Regions from separate parts of the Callithrix jacchus genome. Here region 2 is linked to region 1. A link is a contact called in public Hi-C data. All regions are on one chromosome and are shown on one strand. Each heading gives the region's core, a stretch centred on a gene start, on an enhancer-like site or on the middle of the called end of the contact. The rest is flanking DNA. Distances are from core to core; before and after follow the strand shown.

The links. A called contact is a pair of places that touch in the nucleus more often than the background predicts.
Region 2: a Hi-C map of induced pluripotent stem cells shows a contact between it and region 1, with 2.0 times the contacts expected there. The contact joins two enhancer-like sites. A contact is called at or near these places in 3 of 3 Hi-C or Micro-C datasets (induced pluripotent stem cells and skeletal muscle).

What each region holds. Positions count from the first base shown.
Region 1 is chr3:56,716,753-56,722,530 of calJac240_pri, reverse strand. No RefSeq gene overlaps it. Among named protein-coding and RNA genes, the nearest start is that of MAML3, 79 kb to the left of the region's middle. Within about 2 kb of position 3,625, at least 8 of the 16 cell types and tissues checked have an H3K27ac peak or open chromatin away from gene starts, as enhancers often do. A contact at or near this core is called in skeletal muscle, where this site is marked.
Region 2 is chr3:56,905,033-56,910,931 of calJac240_pri, reverse strand. All of the region lies in intron 1 of MAML3 (mastermind like transcriptional coactivator 3), which reads right to left. Among named protein-coding and RNA genes, the nearest start is that of MAML3, 110 kb to the right of the region's middle. Within about 2 kb of position 2,856, at least 7 of the 16 cell types and tissues checked have an H3K27ac peak or open chromatin away from gene starts, as enhancers often do. A contact at or near this core is called in skeletal muscle, where this site is marked.

The DNA.
Region 1 (5,778 bases), core at 2,376-4,875:
TAAAAGTATGTACCATAATGCCAACAAAGTTCTATTTTAAGCTCAAAAATAAATAAATAAATAAAAGTTTTGGTGCAGTTTATTTCCCAGTAGAAGTGTTAAATAGCCTATATTTTGTTTCACTTTGTTATAGTTAGTTTGGGTGCAGTGCTTCCATGCAGTTTCTGGTTTATTTGTTTAATGTTTGTGTGGTCCAGCCCCTGCCCCCACCAACATACACACAAAAGACCAGAACAATTGGTTACAGGTAGTTGTTTTAATCTTTCCCTCTGGAGGCTTTGAAGATGCTTCCAGCTGCATCAAAGTGCTTCATTGCTCTGCGCATCTCGGCATCTCCGCCCAACTTCAAAGCCTCGCAGCAGGAATTCGTAGTGCAGTGTGCCATGTAGTTCTAAAGGAGCTATTACTCTCTATTTATTGTGCAAATTTTTATGGAGATACCTCAGTATCTTTCTCAACACACCACTTAGCCTCAGAGCGGCTCCTTCTAGCTATTATTAAGAATTATCTAGGAAAATTATCTAAAGAAATAGGTTAGGGTCAGACAGCCTAAAACTAGTTTAGCTGACTTTATGTTCTTTCAGTGTCTACGATGCCACACCCTGCTAAGCTAACTATTCTAGAAGATCTATTAGCAGACTAGCTGGACAGCTTTCCCTTAGGAGCTGGGAGGAAGCTAATTAGTATTGATTTAAGTTGTGATTTTTTTTAAAAGTTTCACCTTTATAAAAATTATAGGTAAAGGATTCTAAAAGGAACAAGAGTCCTGAGGTAGAAGAGCAAATAGGTGCTCTAGGTTGGGCTACCTAATAGAACTTTGCCATGATGGAAATAGTCTCTAATTCTGTGCTGTCCAATATGGAAGCCACTGCCACAAGTGGCTACTGAGGAGTTGAAATATGGCTCGTGTGATTGTAGGACTGTGTTTTAAATTTTATTTAATTTTAATTCATATAAATTCCCATAAGTGGCTACTGTATTGAACACCACAACTCTAGAAAATTAACTGTGTATGTGTACATGTATATGTGTGTTTAGAAAATCTAGGGCCAGCCTGGGCAACAAGTGAGACCACATGTTTATTAAAAAATTAACTGGGCATGGTGGCATGCACCTGTAGTCTTACGTGCTTGGAAGGTGAAATGGGAGGATCCCTTGGGCCTAGGAGTTCAAGGCTATATGATCATGCCACGGCATTCCCAGCATGTGCAACAGAGTGAGACTCTGCTAAAAAAAAAAATTAGGACCAAAGTGGAAGGAAAGAGAAGGAAGGAAAATGAAGAAAAAATAGTACCTACTTGGAACTTACTGGAAAAATCCTTTTGACCTGTCACCATAATCTCTTTACTCAGGCAATAAGGAGAACCTGCAATCCGTCCTAAAGACAATAGCATCATCATTTATTTTCTGTAATCATTAGGGCACAAGGCTGCCATGCCCACACACAAGCTGGGCACTTCCCTGCATTCATATCTACTGATTGATAGCATTTCAAGTAATCTTGTGCTAGGCAATGGACGAGGGGAAAAGATAATGAAATTGCCTCCTCATTTACCAACCCAAGCCAATAGTGTGTCATTGTGCGTGGATGTCAGTTTTATACATCAAGGGTGCCAAATAACAGGTAGGACACCCGCCCTTTTAAAGCAACATAAATCAGGAGTGGTACAAGTAAAGAGGGGTCACCAAGAGGCCACAAGACTCTCAGGCCTTTGCACTGTCTGGTTTGGGGCCTTCAACTTATTCCCTGAGCTGGCAGAAACATGGGATTCTGCATACTTTCTTGGGGATTCTGAGCTGTGTGGATGCTATAAGCAAGCTCTCAACTGAAAGGAGGAAGGGACCACAGAAGGACTAAGTAGATGTCACTGTCCATAAATACTTGAAGATCTTTGCTGGTTTGAGGGGCATGGGGGGAGGCTCCAAACACAGGCAGCAGGAAGAAAGCCCCCCACCCCCAACAAGTCACTTATTTTCCTCTGTTCGTTTTCCTGCTACGTTCTAATTAGGAAGCACTGAAGAAATCTTGGAAAGTATAAGAACCAGATATTAATAAGTTTTTCTCCATCCAGGAAAAAAAAACTTGTTAATTAACCCACATTTCACTTCTCTAAAGTTGTCTTTTTTTTCTTTTCCTCCTGATGTACACATCTGGGCACAGTATTCAGCAAGGTACTGAAATGTTTAACTGCTGCTACCACTACCCCGGTCCTTTCTGTTCAAGAGAGATTCGCCTTTTTCATCATGAATTCTTTTGTTTTTCTCTGTGGCCAGCTGCTACAAAGATGCAGTCAATTTAGATTAAACAGGCTGAGGAGTGCTATTCAATATGTCAGCCAGGCACACTTCTCTAAATACAGTGTGCATCAGGTACAGCTTAAAAAGAAAAGTCAGGGGCTGTTCACAGAGGGGCATGCACTTTGTTTTAAGTCTGGGAACAAGAGAAGGATCCTTGGAGTGCAGATGTGGGTTTTTCCATATTCATCGCTGGGAGCAGCTCCTGCCCTTTCTTTCTGCCTGTCTTCACCCTCGTCCTGCTCCTCCCCTTTCCCTGCTGCCACTGGTTTCTATCTCCATTGTTCCCTTAAGCCCAGCAGCCAATGTGCAGCCAGGCCCAGCACACGCTCCGCAGCCAGCAACTTCCTCTGAAGCTGCAACGCATAATTACAACCAGCTGCTCTGGGCTGCTGGCTGGCCAGCTCTGCAAACAAGCATCCCGATACCCGAGTTCCAGGGAGGCAACAGCCTGATCTTGGCAGCAACAAATTCTCTGAAGGAAGTGCCCACACCCTTGTAAGAAGAGGGAGCAGCCCTGCTCTCTCCTGTGGCTTCCAGAGGCCACAGCTGGTTCGGGTCTGGTTCCCCTCTGGCAGGACTCTCCATGCCAGAGACAGTTGGTTCTGTTGTTAATGGGAAGGTGCCTGCTTTCACCTGCAGCTGCCCTCGTGCGACTGGCCTATTGTCTGACTGCTGTGACCAGCAGCAGAATGGCATGTCCTAGGCAGTAGCATTAGAAGCCCTGGCTTCTGGTCAGCATCTCAGCCGAGGCATTTTGTGAATGTATACAGAGATAGGGGTAGGAAACTGCGCTGCCCTCGGTGAGCGTGAGGCTAAAAGACAAATGATGTTGTTAAAAAAAACACCAGCAAAAACCCAAACAAGCCTAACTTAACTTCCCTAAGGAGAGTAGCATGTGGGCAAGAGAGCTGAGGGTTCATCCAGGCCCCGCCTCAGAGCTGTGGGTTCACTTTGGGGCCTCAGTGATCTTTCAGGCTTGGCTACAAGGATGACTCTGATCCAAAATTAGGCTTTGAATGTGTAACACAAGGCTCTCAGCCCCACCCACTGCCTCTCTCTGCCCTATGCTGCTTCTTTAGAGCCTGGCTGTGGGCCAGAGCTGGCCCTTCTGGCTCTTGGGGGAAGGGCTGGCCACAGTGTTCTGTTTCCAGGCAGGGCTTTAGCGTGGGTGAAGGTGCATGGCGCAACTTGGGAAGAGGAGGGGAGATCAATACACTTGGAAAGGGCGCCCAACACCAGCCCCGTCAACCTAAAGCTGGAGAGGGCCATGCAAAGGGCAGGTGTGCCACCTGGGGCTGCTGCATTGCCCCCACCCACCTGTACCTCCCAGCCCAGGCTCCTAATAGTCCTGCTGAGAGCGAGCCAGGCCAGGAGGACTGCCATGTCATGCCCAATAGCAGCCTCCGAGGTGGGAAGCAGCTGGGAGTCTGCTATTGAAAGGGAGCTGCTCATTTTACAGGGCAATTTCCCAGGGATGCCGGCCCTAGTAGTAGTGCCTCAAGTGGGGCAGACAGGAGCGTCTTCGAGTGGGTTCATTCTTTCCGTCTGAGCCTGGGGAGCCATGCCACGGCCAGCAGCAGCTGGCTGTCTATTGTACTGGGTTTCCCATTTGCAGCCCTCTTTGTTTCAGTACTAAAAAATCTCAGGAAACTTTTCTGGCTGAGTGGTACTGGGCAGGTACTGGGAGGCACTTACTGGGAAGGAATAAAAGCAGACTGGGTTGGCAAACGGGATACAGAGAATTAAGTCGTTGTTGGATGTGTGTGAACGATGGAGTTGGAACCTCATCTGCTATAGCATTTCTGTGCTTCTTCATCAGTTTCTAATAAGCTTTACAATTTAATTCACTACGTGAAAAAAATATTAGTTTAAGGTGCTCTTTTGGTGTTCAACCCATGCTTTCCCTTCTGATTCTTAAGCCTGCCTACACTTTAGAAGCTCATACAAAACAGGCTCATGTCTGTAATAGCATCACGACGCAGCTATTTCAGCCTGCAGATTACTTGTGCAGCATGACTGGATCCTCCACTTAGAGCATTCTGGAGGTCCCAGTGACGCGGTAATATGATTTTCAGCAGGTTTTTCTCCGGGCTTGCAATGAGGAACAAGCTTAACAAGCAAACAGTCATGTCTGAGCTCTCACTTTCCTGCAAACTTTACTTGATAACCTCAGAGATGAGAGTGTTGCTTTAGAAGCCTTCCTAGAGAAGGAACATGGAGAAGGCACCTGTAGCCCTGTGAGATCAGTAAGTGTAGGGGGACAAAAAGGATGTAAAAAAAAAACAGAAAGAGAGAGAGAGAGAGAGAGAGAAAGAGAGAAAGCCAGTTTTCAGGGTTCTAGAAAATGAAGTTGAGAGGGATAAGCAGTGGATTTTGAGGCTTACATTTTTCTAACTCTGTCCCTAATTATCTGCATGGACTTGGCTTCTTCCAGTTTACATTTTCTCATTTGTAAAATAAAGGACATGATGCCATTTATCTGCCATTCTACCATTGGGAAGTGTGTGTGAGTGTGTAGTGAGGGCGAGAGCGGAAGCATGCTAAAAATGTTAAACATAGTGTAGAAATGCATTTCACAGTAGCCAAGTTAACTATTATTAATAAAAGAATCTACTTGTGCACCTTCAGCAGGTTATCTGTTTATATTTAAATGGATCATTAGGTCCAGCCACAGATATGGATTTAATGAAACACTCTCAACCAATGAATGAAGAAATATAAGTACTTTTTTATCTTCTAATTTTGAGAGAAAAAACATATTTTCTGAAATTTGTAAACCATCAGACGAGTTTTTATTTTTATCACATTAGGGGACTATGAAGGCTTTCAGGCCTCTTCCAGCATCTCCTAGTGTTTTCCAAAGATGTTCCTGACAGTCTGAGAGCAAGGTATCATGTATCACTCTTTCCACCAACAGATGGAGAAACTGAAGCATGAAGAGGTGACGTGAGGTCACCGAGGGAGCAGGTGATGGACTGGCTTCTGGTCTCTTGCTCCAAACCTTGCTCCAATTTGTCTCTCTTATAAACAGCCATCAATAACTTTATCTCCAGGCTGAACGCTGCCAACCAGGACCCACAATGTGCTGAGCATTTGTATGCAAATGAGCTCTCCACCATCCTGGGGAGAACGCAGGGTGCTGAACAAGAATGGAGGAAAGATAAATAATTGTTACTACTGGAGTCTGAAACGCCATCCAAAGCCAGTCTCGTAGTGAAATTCCAGGAATAAGGAAGTAATGAGTGTTAAATTCAATCCACTACCAACAGATCAAGATCCTACAAACCTAATGGCAGGACTTCTAAACATTTACTTTATTTAAAAATCTATTTCTGACACTAAGAGATTTTCCTTCCTTAATATCAGAACTGTGCCAGGAATTAGAAGGATGACAAAATAATTAAAATTTCATGTTAATGTTCATATGTTGTGATAATGCATATCACCATGTGTAAGTCACCACATGTTTAGGTTGATGGA
Region 2 (5,899 bases), core at 1,607-4,106, 190 kb before region 1:
TAAGATGGAGAATCTGGTTTCAGATTTTCTTTTTTTTTGAGACCGAGTTTCGCTCGTTACCCATGCTGGAGTGCAATGGTGCAATCTCGGCTCATCGCAACCTCCGCCTCCTGGGTTCAGGCAATTCTGCCTCAGCCTCCTGAGTAGCTGGGATTACAGGCACGTGCCACCATGCCCAGCTAATTTTTTGTATTTCTTTTTTTTTTTTTTTTTAGTAGAGATGGGGCTTCACCATATTGACCAGAATGGTCTCGATCTCTTGACCTCGTGATCCACCCGCCTCGGCCTTCCAAAGTGCTGGGATTACAGGCTTGAGCCACTGCGACCGGCCTGGTTTCAGATTTTCTGTAAAGGAGGAATTAAGGGTTGGCAACTGGGTTGCAAAGGGCACGGGGAAGGGGGACTGTCTTGAGGCTGTGTTTGCAAAATAAATGCAGTCTATATGTAATTATACCTATTTTTTTGTGGCAATTCTGCAGAAAGGCTCGTGTGGAATATAGGAGACTGGCGAAGCACCTCCTCTGAGCTGCAGTTGGGGCCAAGTGTACTGTAAAGACAACTCTAAGTAGAAGATGGAAAGTTCTGAAGGAGAGGTCGGAAAAAAGTGGCCATGGTGTTTCGAAGGACTGGAAGATGAAGTGTGAGTGGAAGAGACTAGGAGAAGAGTTTCAGTGAAGAAACTGCATCTGAGATAGGCTTTTGAGGCCAAGATTTCCACAGGGAGAGATGAGGGGAGAAGCGGTCTGAAAGGAGGGCGCAGCCTAAGCAAAGGCACAGGGGGACAAAGCAGAGGTATCATTGCCCTGATCAGGTATCCAGGGCGATGTCACAGCTAGTGCCTAGACAGACTGTTGGGCAAGTGCGGATTTGGGAGGAACGCGCTGAGGGACTTAGAGGGATTTGTGCTTGGCTGGCTGAGTTAGGAAATTCAGGGCAGCCGAGGTGGGTGTGAAGCAGGGATTTGAAGGCAGAGAATTACACACCAGGAAGAAGAAGAGAAGCAAGAAGAGCTGGTCCTGGCAGGTTTACTTGGCGGAAGCGCAGCGCCTGTATCTGAATAATGAAGTTGGTGAAACTGAGAGGACTGCAACCCAGAGATGAAGGCGCGGAGCCAGAACGTGGTTCACGCTGCGCTTCCAGCTCCAAACTCTCAGCAAAGGGCTGAGCACAAAATAGAAGAGCGATGAATGAATAATACCTAATAATATCCTGACTGGCTTGCCGGCTAACTGCAGGACAAGCCAGTTTTACAGGACTTGGCGGCCAGTCCTTTATTTTTAAACTTCATTGCCCGCTCTTGGAGCTTGAGTTTGTTATTTACACCTTCCCCCCAAAAAATGGGCACAGCAGAAGATGGAGGCGCTGCTCAGATCTGAGCATTTGGCTACCTGTAAATAGCTCTGGTTTCGCTTGGAGGAGACTGAAATGAAATGAAATGAAGTTTGAAGACTGCCTACGAATTTTAGCTTTAAATATTGTAAGTCAGCAATGACGGCACTGACCATCTTTAAGTTCATGATAATAAGAAAAAGATAGGCTCTTTGAACAACAACAACAAAAAATCCAGTTCTCAACATTTGATAAGGCTTTTCTCTTTTGCTTAATCTGACCCTACATACTTTCCTTTAAGAAAACATTTTAGTTTTGGTTCAAACAACCAGACAAAAATTAGTGTAAATGCTGGGAAAAAACAGGTGGAACAGGAGAATAATGATCACTTTTCTGTGTGATCCTGAGTAAGTGGACTGGATTTCTGGCCCAGTAGTAGGGCCAGAAAATTCCTTTCAAGAATGAAAGGAAAGTTTCTTGAGGGAAATAGACAGTTTAAACATGAATATCATTCCTTTGATATCCTCCCAAAACACGAGCAAATTCAGGAAGAGGTTACAGGAAACCTCAATACCCATTCAGAAATAAACACAGGTCATTTTTTCAAAAGGCCTACAAGTGACCAAATAATAAAGCCATCTCCAAAAGGTCAGGAGAAATTTATTGGGAACCTACTAGGCATAGAACTGAAGAAAGTCTTGTAACAGGGCTTCACATGGTTGCAAAAACAGTGGGTGCCTTCACTATGTTTATTACCAAAGATAGCAAATGTTTTCCGTGGAAAACTTCACTGGAATCTCTTTTGTCCTAAGTTCAAATCTATGAAGCCATAATTACCCAGGTAACTTGGGTCTGATGTTGCCTAAAATATCCAGGTAATTACAGGAGAAAGGTCATTTCCTCTGTGTAATCTCAACTATACCATTGGCTGTCTATACTGGCAGTTATCCAGTTAAGAACAGCCTTTCACATTTCACTTTGTACTTGCTTAGACCCTGCCAAGACTGAAAATCTTAACGAGTTTTTAAAAATCCCCTTTATAAATATTCCTCTTCCCTTGCCCCATTCCCTAGGATGATCTGATGACTTCCTCACAAGACGATATACAAAATACTCTTTGCTAATTTTTATATTCAAAGGAAATGCATTCTAGAAAGAATACTGTGAGACAGAAATGAAACAAGAAAGATGAAGAGGAAGAATGAACAGGGGTGCCAAGATCTGCAAAACTGTGGGGATTAAAGGATTCATAGCAAGAGAGAGAGAAAGAGAGAGGAGCAAAGCAGATATGCAGGTCAACAGACATCTTATTCAGAGTTTGAGCTTTGTCAACACAGGCAGTTTGGGGGCAGAAAGAAGCGCATCTGCTGGGCTGTGATTGCACAAGAGAAGCTACCATTCCTTTTCTTCACAAAGAAAAAAATGGCATTTATCTCAAGTACTGCAAGGCATATTAGGATTCACCTCCCCCATTCTTTCTTCCCTCTTCCTCCTACCATCTCCCTGGCCGCCTCCCTTTCCTGTTGGAAAAGAAAAGGTGGGAGGGAGAGGAGGACCCACCGGTCACAGACAACGCTGTGGGATTCTCTTTCTTCAGCTTTTACCAGCCTATGGGGGTCAGGATGCTATTGGTTCAGCTTTATGTATGATATGGTGCCTCTCACTTAGCAACAGCGAGCAGGAGAGGCAGGAAGCAACGCCACCTGGCTCAGCAAGTGTGCGGATGGTTTAAAATGAGCTACTCACTCACAGGGAGACAGAGGGGGGAAGAGAGCAGGCTGAGCTTAATATATTGTACTATTAAGAGCAAGGCTTAATCAGGGTGTTAACAACAACCAACAGGCAGGTTATGGGGGAAGAGCAAAGACTGGACAGGAGTTATTTTTAATGAGTATCTACATATAAATCATACACGTTGCCTTCATTTTTTTAAAGGACAAACTACACTGTGCTGCCTGGATGGTGGGTGGAGAGAAAGATGGTTATCTAGGCAAAAAAATAAGAGATAAGATGCATCTAAAACTCTGCAGTGAGTTTACTCGGTTTTACTTTGTTTTCACACCAGGGTGCTACTAGAAAAGAAAAAGTAAAATTGGGTGTACTTGAAAAAGGAATTGGCTACGTAATTACAGGATTTTTTTAAAATTAGTCAACACAGTAGCTATTTCTAAATCTTAAATTCCATTTTAGCATTTGAAAATTAACTTTCTGGAGTGGAAGGTGGCAAAAGAGAAGTACATCTCTGCTAGAAAGAGACTTTTTTTCCTTTGCCTCCTTTGTGGTAAAAGGGAAATTTCTAAGAAGGATGCTGATAGAAGTTCTAAAAGCTCAAACTGCCTGAATATAACAGGGCTCAGTGCCAATAACAACAAGGAAATGTATTCTGCTATTCTATATTCTTTCATTTCTCTTAATAGAATTTTCCTTCCTCTCTATTCTAGGTCTCCCCATCAAACTTTAGAAGGATTAGCTCACCTACTTATCTATCCCAACCCATCCCACCCCATAACATCTAAGATCCTAGCCTTAGACCCTAAAATATAAATGGGAAAGCATCCTTCTTTCATTCTTAGAGAAGAAATGGGAGTCAACTTGGGTCTTTCATTGGAGTCAACTGGTGTCCTAGAGACAAAGCCCAACACTTTGTCAGAAGGCACAGATGGGCCTGTGTCTGTTCTTCTAAACCAGACCCAATTAACCCCTTAGGCTCTGAGTAGTAAAAGCCACTGACTACAGTGACACCTACTGCTCGGGGTACAGCTGTACATCCTCACACCACCTCCCAGGTTCTCCAAAGCAGCCATTTGTTCCACTGCTGTGGGCTCCACAGAACACATTTCTCTCTGCTCTGGGCTAACACCTGGAGAAGGAAATGTTCAGCCCTCTCATTCTAAGGATGGCCTCTGAACCTATAAGTCAGGACCTTCTATAGGCAGGAGTCCTCACTCATGGGGATACAACACACTCTCAATCTATAAAGTGACTAACTCTCACAGTGATTCCATACAAGAGGGACAGAAAACGTAAGTCTGCACAGAGCCCACACCTCCTTCAGAATCACGACATTGAAATTACTTGTTAATCCTCTTTGATACCCAATGAAGTTATCCTGGAAAAAAATGAAAGTTTTACTCAGTATCCACTGAATTTCGCTCTGCAGAGAAAAATATGGTATGAAACACTAGTACAATCATGGTATCTAGAAACTCCACTTCTAGTTTATACAAGAGCATGTTAATTAATCCATCCCTTTTACTTTATGCATTTAGATGCCAGAAATTTCCTCCCATTGAGAAAGAAATTCATTTAATTATGGAAGTCAAAGTTATACTGCTCTGAAGGCATAGCAAAAATACCTATATGTTGAGAACAACATCTATAAATCTAGAAAAGGCAAGAAACAAAATCATTAACGAAACCCTTGACTTAAAACCATATTAAAGGCACCAAGAGCAGTAAGTCAGATTTTAAAATTAATACTTTAAGCCAGGCACAATGGCTCACGCCTGTAATCCCAGCGCTTTGGGAGGCTGAGGCGGGTGGATCACCTGAGGTCAGGAATTCGAGACCAGTGTGGCCAATATGGTGAAACCCTGTCCCTACTAAAAATACACAAAAAAATTAGCCAGGAGAGGTGGCGCATGCCTGCAATCCCAACTACTCGGGAGGCTGAGGCAGGTGAATCACTTGAACCCAAGGCGGAGGTTGCAGTGAGCTGAGATTGAGCCACTGCACTCCAGCCTGGGTGAAAGGGATGAGACTCCATCTCAAAAAAAAAAAAAATTAATTTAATCAATTTAATGGTTCAGGAGGTATAGCTTGTTTCATTTTTGACAAAGACTGTCTAACAAATCTTCACCAAGATAGGTACACATTGAACAGAACACAAGTAATGCTGAAAATTTAAATATCACCCTTCTTTCTGGATGCTTGAAGTGCTATGCAAATATTTGCTTTTTATTCCCAAACATTAGACTTGAAATAATTGGATGTTACATTGTGCTATTCTCATTTTCCTGCTGGAAAACAGAGGAGCTCAGCAGTTTACCCAACGTCACAAAGCAAGCTGGTGGAGGTGCCAGGATAAGAACCAGGCTTCCTGATGTAAAGCTTGTGACTTGGCCACTGGACCACCAGAACCAGGCAATTCTCTCTGAATCCCTGTGAGGACGATCTCAGATCTCTTACTGATGCCTCACCCCGTGTGATCATTTGTGTTATTGTCTCAGAGTTGCGATGGCCCTTATTTATACTCTTCTTTAAGTTCTTACTTTGTGACCTCATTTATCAGTTGCTTTCATGAAATGGGTTAAGGAAAAAAAATAAGAATGTGCAAGCCTCAAGTAAAACCTACGAAAAGCCCAGAAATGGTTCACACATAAGTTAAATAAAAGGCTAAATGTACCCACCTCTACCTGCCTAACTCTAATGTTGTAGCACTAAAATGAGTATGAAGCGAAAGGATACTCAGAAAAGCGGCTGTGCTGGCTCTCCACTGAGACATCAATCCACAAGGTGGAGCCACTGCGGGGTAGCCAGCTATGTAACCAATTAATAGCACAACAGTGAC